Linked DNA regions of Mus musculus: region 1 is linked to region 2. Evidence: chromatin contacts called from public promoter capture Hi-C data. All regions are on one chromosome and are shown on one strand. The core of a region is the stretch at or near the end of the contact, and the rest is flanking DNA. Distances in the headings are between cores, read along the strand shown.

Region 1 (5,808 bases), core at 462-2,961, 44 kb before region 2:
AGCCTTGTTTTTTCTTCTCTCTTTCCTTCCTTCCTTCTCTCCCTCTCTCTCTCCCTCCTTTTTTCTTTCTTTCTTTCTTTCTTTCTTTCTTTCTTTCTCTCTTTCTTATATCTTTTAATCTAAGAAAGGGTCAATTTTTACTCTGGGAGAGAAGGGTCCCTTGGGAATCTTGGCTTGTTTAGGGTCAGGATTTAATGAGGAAGCATGTGGCAGGGCTTGCCAGGCCCCTTGTATCCAGCAGCCCTTGCTGCAAATCTGCTCCCCGCCCTGGGTGTGTGTTACGTGTGTCAGTCATAAGTTCCTCTGTGAGAACAGAGTCCTGCTGGTGAGTGAGGCCCCATGGCCTGCTCACTGATGCTTACAAAGCAAGCCCATGACTCCTTAGCCACTCAGAAGATTCAAAAGACTCCTAAAGCTGGTTGGTCTCAGTGCACGCATGGCATTTGGAACCATTACGGCTGTGATGGCGCCCGTGCCCTTAGTGTTGCTGGGAGGTGGAGGCCCCAAACTCAGGCTCCACCCCTGCCTGTGTCTGAGAGCAGGAAAGGGTCAGAGTTACACTAACCTTGACTGGACCTAGGCCAAGAGCAGGACCTGGACCTGTGCCGTGATCTGAGGGATGCTTGTCTCCATCTCCAGCCCATCGGACACCTCAGGGAGTATGCTCTGGGAAGTCTCTCACGAGCGGCCTACAGCCCACTCCCCCGTGATCTTATGGTGGCTCCGTCTGTGTGACTGTAAGAAGACTCTGCCTGTGGCGCCACAGACAGTGCCAGGTGCCTGCCAACAAGGAAGCTCTGCATTCCCATAGCAGTTACAGCTGTCTGTCTCTCAGTGTGTGCATATAGAACTTTCTAGTTTCTTTTTCCCTCAAAACAAAACAAAGCAAAACCCCCAAATCTTGAGTAAGTCCTCACAACCCTTAATGATGATCTTTGTCTTTTAGGTAAAAAAAACAAAAACAAAAACAAAAACAAAAAACAAAACAACAACAAACCCAGAAACCATGAAAAACAAAACAAAAAAACCCAACTTTCAAGCTTTAGTTCTGTTTTCTATGCCATTAAATAAAGTTGACATTTTATGTCTCTTGAAGGTTTGTTATAGGGGCTCTTTTTCTGAAAATAGTTCAGCAACACTAGGGAAATATCAGCTTGTACTTCACCTGTTCATTTCCATGTTCTCTCACACAGGCTAAGGAAGAACTGGAAGACTGTCCCCTGGGCAAGGCCAATCTCATGGCCCAGGTGAGACAACTTCAGGAGGAACTGGACCACCGCGTGCATTCCGTGGCCTCCAGGGACACCAACTCGGAAACTTGTAAATTACAGCAGCCAAACCTGTCGGAAAATGGGCCACGTAATCATTGTTGTAACGGTGAAGAAAGTAAGCCATCGCCTCCCGATGATGTACTTAATATTGCCAAAACCACATGGGATGTAATTGATATTATTAAAAATCAGGATTTGTTGGTCCAAGTTGAAATGCCAGATTTCCCCACTCAAGAAAAGTTAACATCCCAAGGTGGACCTTTCTCTTCCCAAGCCAGTGGGCACAGCGGCTCCCTCCTCCCAGAGGAGGCGGCTGAGCCCCAGCAGGACCCCGTGAGGGCACTGGACCTGTCGTCCTGGAGCTCCCCTGAAGTTGTCCGGAAGGACCCATCCTTGGAGCCTCAGCACAGCCTGCCCCTGACCCCGGGCGTGGGCACAGTGAGCCTGCACAGTGTGGACATCTCACCAGACTGGACAGACCCGCTGCTGCAGGCAGACGTGTCGGGGCTGCTTTGTTACCCGGGCAAGTCTGCATCAGGCCAGGCCCCACTGTGGGCAGTGGCCCCCTCGGCTGGGAAGCACCATGCGGAGAGGACAGCCACGGTAGGTGTCTCCCCTTACTCCCTGCTGCAGACATTTGTGGGGGGCCAGTGTTTTCGCAGGGTGCATCACAGCAAGGCTATTGTTGGCTCATCTGACAGTATGTGCCTCAGAGTCGCTGAGGAGCCTGGCTTTCCAGAAGAAATCAGCCCTCCAGCTGACTGTTGTAGGGACCCTTAGATGGTTTTAGTCACCTCTGAAACATGAGGGATAATTGCAGTCCTCAGAACCTTAAGTTGTGGGTCTTAATGGATGTTAGTTCTGAGTAGCACGGTCATAAGTCTTATGTAATTTACAAAAGGCCTCATTGTCTGAGTTGTTTTAGATTTTGTATGTGTATGTGGAGGTCAGAGGTCAATGTTTCTTGTTCCTCTGTTGCTTTCTATCTTATTTTGAGACAGAGGCTTTCACTGAAACACAGCTTCCTCCTTGGCCCAGACCGGCTGGTCAGCAAGCCCCGTGAATCTTCCTGTCTCCACCTTCCAAGTGCTGGGATTGTAGCGACATAGCATCCACCTGGGATTTTATGTGGGGAAGCTGGGTGGGGACTCACACTCTGCTGACTAAGGCACAGCCACAGCCCTAGATTTATTATAGTAATTGTCTGTGAGTGTACATGTGGTACTGATTAATTTTAAGAACACTTCAATTTATTATTTTTTAGTTTAATTGCAATTTTCTTTTTTAAGGTTTTTAAAACTTATTTCATGTATGTGAGTACACTGTAGCTGTCTTCAGACACACCAGAAGAGGACATCGGATCCCATTACAGATGGTTGTGAGCCACCATGTGGTTGCTGGGAATTGAACTCGGGACCTGTGATAGAGCAGTTGGTGCTCTTAACTGCTGAGCCATCTCTCCAGCCCTGGCATTTTTCTGTTTTGAAGTATTTTTTATATGAGGGTACTTTGGGGTATACATGTTATCTAAGATACCCATACATTATCATCTATGCACAAATTTAAAAGTTTTTGAGATATATTGCTAGTGGCTGTTTTATAAAGATTATTTTAAAACAGTTTTTAAAATTACATTTCATTTTGTGTGCATGTGTGTTTGGTTACAGCACGTGGACGTCAGAGAACGCCTTGTGAGCAATGGCCGCCTTCTATCCTGGGGGTCCCATAGTTTACACCCAGGTTGTCAAGCGTGGCTGCAGCTGCCTGTACTCACTGGGCATTTCTCTGTCCCTTAGACTATCCCCAGTGCTGACTGAGCTGTCGGCAGCACGGGTGTGCAGCACAATATATTCTGACCTTAGGAAGTTACCATCTGTTGTTACTTACTGTTTTTGTGACCTTACAAAAATCTGCCTGTCCAATAGGAGAAGGACGTCGAAGACTTTATCGTAACATCTTTTGATTCTCAAGAATTGTTAACATCCCCTTCTCATGAGTTAGCGAGAAGAAGCGATGGGAGCAGGAAAAGTGAGTCTGTCTTTTATATATACATATACATACATACATACATACATACATGTATATATATATATATATATATATATATATATATATATATATATATATATATATATATTATTGTGTGTGTGTGTACTTTTAGAGTTCAGGATACTACAAAGGTTCCACCAGGTCCTCTGCTGTCCAAATGCACTGTCACCTTGTTCCCTGAGTACAAGTTGCCAACGTGCTTCTGTTTGCCTCCTAAGAATGTCTTCGTGTGTTGGGGGTGGGGGGTGGGGTCCAGGTCTCAGCTCATTGCTTAGCACCTTTTTCAAGCGTTTGGAAAGAAAAGTAAACGTGCAGTGAACGTTCCTTCCCTTCACACTCAGATGGAGCGGATGGCGGGGAAAGTTGAGTGGCCTGTGTTGGACTCAGTGGGGACACCTGTGTAGGACTTATTGTCATATCACATTTGCTGTTAAAATAGCATCTATTGGCTGGAGAGTTATTCGGTGGATAGGGCACTGACCTTTCTTCCAAAGGACAGGGGTTCACTTCCCAGCATCCACATGGTACTCCTTGGCTGTCTGTAATTCCAAGATCTGACACCCTTAGACTGACAGACATGCAGGCAAAACACCAGTGCCTATATAAACAACTAAGTAGGTTAAAAAAAAATTGCAGAATTTGGAGGCAAGAGAGGCAGGCGCATTTCTAAGAGTTAGCATGTTAAGGCTGTGAGTTCCTGAGTGTCATCTCTTGCTTCCCCACCTCATGCTTGAGAATGAGGGTCTGGGCTTCCTCTGTACGTATGAGTTCTAGGATTTCCTTCCATTTGCTGCACTTTCTTTCTCCCCAGCATTATGAAAGGTGTGAATCCTTTCACTGTATGTCTGAGAATGTAGACTGAGCACAATCAAGGGAGAGATGGCCTGATGCTTCTGCTCGCTGTGGGTCTGGGGCTGCTGCCTCTATAGGCTGAGTCCCTGGGCACCAGACCCTCACTGTACCGCACTGGCCAGCACGTTCCTGTAGGCTTTCTTAGGCTATTGCAGGCAACAGGCCTGAAGATCCAGCTTTTATGCTCCCAAGGCCTTGTAAAGCCCCTGCCCATTAGATGTCTGGTGCCACAGGTTCTGGACTGTGCACAGTCTCGTCCCTATCCCACCTCAGGTCAAGCCAGGCACATCCAGAGTGGACACCGCTGTCCACCCAGCTGCTCCTACCCCGTGTCTAGGCTTGGTGTCCTGTCTGTCCGCAGCATTCTTGACCCCTGTGCTGGGTGAGAAGCACCTAGGCCTTAGGTACTGTCTGGCAGCCCCTCAGTGCTTTCTGGGGTGTGGTTGCCAGTGGGGGTGAGCGGGTACAGCCGTGTAAGGAGCTGAGATAACCCTGAGCAGACAACACGCCAGACATGCAAAGTAAGCTTTCCCTTTCTTGCTCATTTCCCTCTGACTTGTGTTTTATGGAAATTGGTGACACCTTTACCTGGTGCTAATCGGTGCTTTATGTGCCATGAGTTGCTGTCACTGTAGTTGGAAACAGATGCTGTGGCTTCAACCCCGGACCCCGTGTGCTTCTAGGTGATGGCCCAGACATTGCTATGATGTTGACCCTGGGCTCAGAAGGGTCTGAGACTCCCACCACTGACCTAGTCGCTGCTGCTGCTGCTGCTGTTCCTTTCTCTAGAAGGTTTGTCCAGTCACCAGGAGCAATGAAGGAGAAGGAGATCCATGCAAAGCAAATGAAGGTACTAATGTCCCAGAGAATTGGCAGCCCCAGTGACACAGAAAAACCTGTCCCTTCCGATGGTCAGCCTTAGCCCATTGGTGGGCTACACTCATCCTGGGCCATCACAGTATAGGAGTCCCACTGAAGGTCCTCCTCTTTGGTCCTATGCCAGTCCCCCAGGTGGTGGGCCTACTACTTTTGCTGTAGTGAAAACCCATGACCAAAAACCAAGCTGGGGAGGAAAGGGCTTATTCACCTTACATTTCCACATTGCTGGTCATCATTTAAGGAAGTCAGGGCAGGAACTCACACAGGGCAGGAACCTGGAGGCAGGAGCTGAGGCAGAGGCCATGGAGAAGTGCTGCTTACTGGCTTGCTCAGCCTGCTTTCACATAGATCAAAGGACCATCATGCAGGGAAGATACCACTTGTAGTGGGCTGAGTTCTCCCCCATTGACCCTGAATTGAGACAATGCTTTACAGCCTGATAAGAATTAAAACGGTAGACAGCACGTTATCCCTGAGTCAGGGAGGCATTTCCTCAACTGAGGCTCCTTCCTCTGATGACTGTAGACTGTGTCAAGTCGATACAAAACCAACCAATACAGTTAATCTTTGCTTTATTCTTTGTGCCTTAATTATATATGATACAAAACACTGAGGGAGAGGTCTTTAATGTTTTCTGTCTAAGCACAGCCTAATAGTAAAGTAAGTTTTAATTTTCAGTGAAAGAGCTGAGGTGGCAGTAGTTGGGTGTGTGGATGATGGTTTCAGGCTGGGATGCCTCCTGCTTCCTGATGTTTTT
Region 2 (5,106 bases), core at 671-3,170:
CTGGCCTAATTATACCGCTGCAGGTGACTTTTTTTTTTTTTTTTTCATGCAATTTCATAGGGTTTGGCTCTTGATCGACTGTAGTTTGCCATTAGCTGACCACTGTTTCTTACTAAGAAGTTCCATTTTACCTGCTAGGTATTTTGTTTCACTGGGTCAACATGCAGGGTTTATACCCCTGTTCAGCTTGTTGAGCTGTGGAGAAAGACAGAAGGATCCAACGCTCCCTAGAGCCAGTGGCTAAATGCTTAAAAAATAGATAAATGGGGGACTGGAGAGACAGTTCACCAGTTAAGAGTGCTTGTTGCTTTTGAAGAAACTTCTGGGTTTTTTTGTAGTATGAAGTATGGTGGCTAAGGGCAGTCTTACAGTTGAAGGACATCTGGCGCCCTCTCTGGAATTCTTTGGTACTGCATGCATGTGGTGCACAGGTACACACTTGCCTGCAAAACACCCACACATAAAATAAACCTTAACAAATGTTAAATGCTCTAAAGTGTTGTTAAATGCTGCTTAAAACGTTTTGTGTTGAATTTTTAAGTCTTTATTGTAAACACTTTTTTGTTCCGACGTCAATAAATAAAAATTCAGCTCTTTGAAGGACAAGGACATCATTCCCTTCCTGATTCCTGGCAGCCTAGAGTGAGGGACTGTCAGCTAAGCAGCTCCTTCCCCAGCAACCTGCTGGAATGCCTTCAAGTCTGGCTGTTTTCCGTACTTTACAGTCAATGTGAAAATACTCCAGCAGCAAGCTAATCTACTACAATTGAATCCAGGAGACCTGGTCCAGGAAACCTTGCTCTGGCCACACCCACTCCAGACAGTGCACCCGCCTCGAAAGGCGAAGCCCAGATGCTTTTTTTTTTCTCGACCAGTAAACTTTCGGCAGCTATTATTCATTCAAGAGGACAGGGAACACTTCCTTAGAAGAAACCATTGATCAGAGAAACGTGAGAAGTGTTGACCAGCTTTCATGCAAAGCTTGTGACTGCTTCCTATATAAACCTGTGACCTGCGGAAATAAATAGTCCCTCGTTTGCATACCACACCTCCTGCCTGTATAACCAGATTAGTCAGCTCAAATCAGATGTTTTAAAATCAGTTGGGGACACCTTCCTATGCTGTTCCTTGTGGATGTAATATTAGGCTCACTGAAAGCCTCCAAAATGGTCTTTTTTGTTGCCTACCTGGGATTTTTAATATATGTAGACAGTGGCAAGAGGGTGGCTAATGAGTAGTAGAAATAAAATTGTGTGTGTGTGCGTGTGTGTGTGTGTATATATATGTATGTAAGTATGTATGTATGTATGTATATACATGTTTATACGTATATGTGTATATATACCGCCACTCTGAGAATAGCTCCTTCAAAAATCCCACTAAGGTTTCCAACATGTCAGATCTATGCTTCCATGCCCCAAGGACATCTCAAGGACTGAGACACTGCCAGAGCTCCTTCTTGGTCAATGTCAGAGTGCTTCCAGGGTTATTGTGAAAGGGAATAAGCAAACACACTTTAAGGGCGGCAGAAAACCCGCCAGAGTTAGCTGATACCATAGCAGGAACGCGGACAGAATTAAGCGTGCCAGCAGGGCTCCTGAGGAAGAAGAAGGTGGGGATCCCGGAGGAGGGTCACCTGGGCGACATTGAAGTCCGTTCGGTGGGGTCGCACGTCTCCCGAGGCGCCTCTGTCCAGCTCTCCCGCCCGCCGCTCCTCTCGCACCCCGAAGCGGAGTAAAGCTCCGGGCTGCTCCGGCGTGTCTTATTGGCCAATGGAACCGAGCCTTTAAAGTTGCTGGGCGGGGCCGGCCCGGCGTACCCGCGCAAGCGTTGCCCCGCCCCTCAGCCGCGCACGCGCGTCCCCAGCGCGCTCCCGGAGCCGGAGCCAGCCGCGCTCGCGCCCGTGCCCGCGCCCCTGCGAAGCAGCCCCGGCCGCGCCCCGCCCGCTGCCGGCTGCGGGCGGCCGCTGCGGGTCTGCAGGCCCCGGTTGGGGGAACGCCTGAGCCACCGGCCATGGCCGACCGCGGATGCCCTCTGGAGGCGGCGCCGCTGCCCGCCGAGGTGCTCGAGAGCCTGGCGGAGCTGGAGCTGGAGCTGTCCGAAGGTGAGCCGCGGGTTCCCCCCACCCCCCACCCCGCCAGGGACCCTCGCCCGAGACCCCGCCCAGGGACCTCCGGGAGCGTCACCCCCGGAACCTGCGGGTACCCTCATACGGGATCCCCGCCGGCCTCTCCTCGGCATCCCTGTCTGGGCCGCTCGCCGGAGAGCCCGCCAGCTTCTGCAGACTGGCGGGTGCCCGGCCTCCGAAGGACACCGGGAGGGACTGGCTTGGGAGGTGGGCCTAGGCGCACTCTTGCTGCCCGACCGTCAAGGCCACGGTCCAGGTCCGGGCTTCCAGCGTGTGCCCTGCAGCCTGTCGGCCAGCAGGAAGCCCGGGATGCAGAAGCCGAGCCCCACCCCTGGAACCTCAGACTGCCTCGTGAGCCTCAGTTTCCTCATCTAGAAAACGAAGCAAAAGTACACTTGCGCCTTGTGGATTATGAGGCTGAAGTGCATTAACCTATAAACATGTAAAACGTGTTTAACACTTAAAAGGTTTATTCCTTTACGGAATTTTGATACAATTACACTGGGGGAGGAGGTGGGGGACAGGCAAGGGTCACGGTGCCTGCGTGGGGAGGTCAGAGGTCAGCTTGCACGGAGCTGGGAGCTGGTGCTCTCCTTCCACCTTGTGAGTTCTGGGAATGAACTCAGGTTGTCAGATTAGAGGGCAAGTGCTCGCCGGGCCAACCCGACAGCCCTCTCTAGGTGAGGATTTTTAAAAAGTTAAAAAGTCAAATAAGTGGTTGTTAGAAACAGACTAGGGAAATAATAGAACTCCAGAGATGGGAGTGGCGCCCTCAATTTGGACGCCTGGGAAAAGAGTTCTGTTCTCCATAAACTGACCTCCAACCCTGGTGGAAAAGCATCTGTGCTTGTTAACTCTGCTTTTGAGACTTAAATGCAATTAGAACTTGTTAGAATCCATCACCCCCCCACCCCACCCCATTTAGATTGTTAAGCTTTGCTGTGGTAGGTTTAGTGAGTTTTTGAGAATTCTCTTTTTCTTTTTAAATATATGCATTTCCCCTGCATGTTTGTCTGTATATCTTATGCGTGCCTGGTGTTCCCTGGAGGCCAGAATTGGGTCCTAGATTCATGTTGGTGCTGTGACTTGAACCCAGGTCTTCTGGAAGAACGGCCAGTGCGCTTAACCACTGAGCCATCTCTCCAGCTCCGTTTTGAAAATCCTTGATTCTCTTTGGAGGCGTGGTTGGGAATGATTCTGAGAAAAAAGGTCTATTGTACTGGATTTGATATGACTCCCCAGGGGAAATCGCATAGTTGTAGTTTGGCTTTTGCATATCAAATATGTTGTTGCAGATTGCTCCTCATTACGGCTCCAGAATATCGGTTATTTCAGTTCCGTAGGGTTATATAGCTTTTAATGCTCGCTACGAGTTTACAGTTAATTAAATTATTTCCTCAAAGCAAAAACTTCATAACTTGTGGCAGGACTGAAGTATGTCAGCGATAGAAGTAGCTCTTAAGTTAATCAAATCTACTTATACTGATACTGTTTTAGACATACATGGGGTTTATGTAAGGAAAGGGTATAAGGTGTGTGCCATGGTGAGGATCTGAAAAAACAGCTTACGTGGAGGAAGGGGGCAGACAGTTCAGAGTTAATAGCAGGAGACTGCAGAGTGCGCTGGCAACCCCAGAGTCAGAGTCAGTAACCATAGTTTCTTGCCCTCTGCTAGACTGGCACATTTCATTTTGCCACATAGGTTAAATGATTACATTGGCAGAGTTGCCCTTGGCCCTGCTCTCAGAGAACTTTCACACCTTAACACTGGACCCTAGAGCTTGGGATTATTGTGATGTGTAGCTGTCCCTGTTGGGCTCGGAGATGCCTAGTGATACAGACTGTGTTTCAGGCAGACCTTTGGAGAACTCACATAGAGGCTGGCATCTCGTAAGTGTCACCTGGCAAGCCACTGATTTATAACATGTCTGAACTTGGGCTTGGCCAGCCATAAAAGGAGGTGAACGTTTTACTGACATTTCAAGGTCTTTGTAAAGGTTTGCTCAGTGTGTGTAAGTGGTTTGAAACAGTCAAGGTGTTTTATTTATGAACGAAAGGAATGTGTTATATATATATGTTGTGTCATAGTCCTAAAACGAGTATTTCAGTATCTTTTTTTTATTCATTATATGTAAGTACACTGTAGCTGTCTTCAGACACTCGAGAAGAGTCAGATCTCGTTATGGATGGTTGTGAGCCATCATGTGGTTGCTGGGATTTGAACTCAGGACCTTTGGAAGAGCAGTCAGTGCTCTTAACCACTAAGCCATCTCTCCAGCCCTTTCAGTATCTTTTAACTTTAATTTTTTTTTTTTGGCGTACAGAATAGCTTGATCATGACCTTTTCTTTCTTTCTTTTTAAAGATTTATTTATTTTTATGTGTATGAGTACACTGTAGCTGTACAGATGGTTGTGAGCCTTCGTGTGATTGTGTGGAATTGTATTTAGGACCTCTGCTCACTCCGGTCAACCCTGCTCCCTCAGTCCCTGCTTGCTCCGGCCCAAAGATTTATTTACTATTATTCATAAGTACACTGTAGCTGTCTTCAGACACACCAGAAGAGGGCATCAGATCTCATTACGGGTGGTTGTGAGCCACCATGTGGTTGCTGGGATTTGAACTCAGGACCTTCGGAAGAGCAGTCGGTGCTCTTATCCACTGAACAGTCTCTCCAGCCCTCTTTCTTTTCTTTCTTTTCTTTTGAGATGACAGGGTTTCTCTGGGTAGCTCCGGGTGTTCTGGAACTCACTCTGTAGACCAGACAGAGATCTGGCTGCCTCTGCCTCTCAAATGCTGGGCTTGTAGGCATGGGCCACTATGGGATTCTCTCTTTCCTGGGACTTTCTCCACCACCACCCCCCCCCCCCCTTATTCAAGGCAGAGAGAAAAACTGCTGGTTTAGAATAATGTCAGTTTAATAATACACACATTTTTCTAAGTGAAGAATTCCTTACAACCTGGGTTTGTCATTGGAAG

The links. Promoter capture Hi-C pulls out the DNA fragments that hold promoters and counts their contacts.
Region 1: a promoter capture Hi-C map of stem cell-derived epiblast-like cells shows a contact between it and region 2, with 4 times the contacts expected there. The contact joins the promoter of 1700094J05Rik here to the promoter of Dip2a in region 2. A contact is called at or near these places in 13 of 39 promoter capture datasets (the 3T3-L1 cell line, 3T3-L1-derived adipocytes, the HPC-7 cell line and 10 more), 6 of 484 Hi-C or Micro-C datasets (the G1E-ER4 cell line, embryonic stem cells, extraembryonic endoderm stem cells and 2 more), 10 of 115 datasets of contacts at active chromatin or transcription factors (the 230-238 cell line, the HPC-7 cell line, embryonic fibroblasts and 3 more) and 2 of 9 other capture datasets (adipose tissue and pancreatic islet).

What each region holds. Positions count from the first base shown.
Region 1 is chr10:76,384,918-76,390,725 of GRCm38.p6, reverse strand. 1700094J05Rik (RIKEN cDNA 1700094J05 gene) reads right to left here and starts at 1,711. Exons shown (of 5, transcript NR_040580.1): 1 at 1,620-1,711; 2 at 1,166-1,340. Pcnt (pericentrin (kendrin)) reads left to right here. Exons shown (of 42, transcript NM_008787.3): 25 at 1,194-1,874; 26 at 3,197-3,299; 27 at 4,856-5,022.
Region 2 is chr10:76,342,105-76,347,210 of GRCm38.p6, reverse strand. Dip2a (disco interacting protein 2 homolog A) reads left to right here and starts at 1,920. Exons shown (of 38, transcript NM_001081419.2): 1 at 1,920-2,104. The coding sequence starts at 2,014. It overlaps Gm40699 (a long non-coding RNA gene), which reads right to left and starts at 1,916. Exons shown (of 2, transcript XR_871838.2): 1 at 1,637-1,916; 2 at 1-443.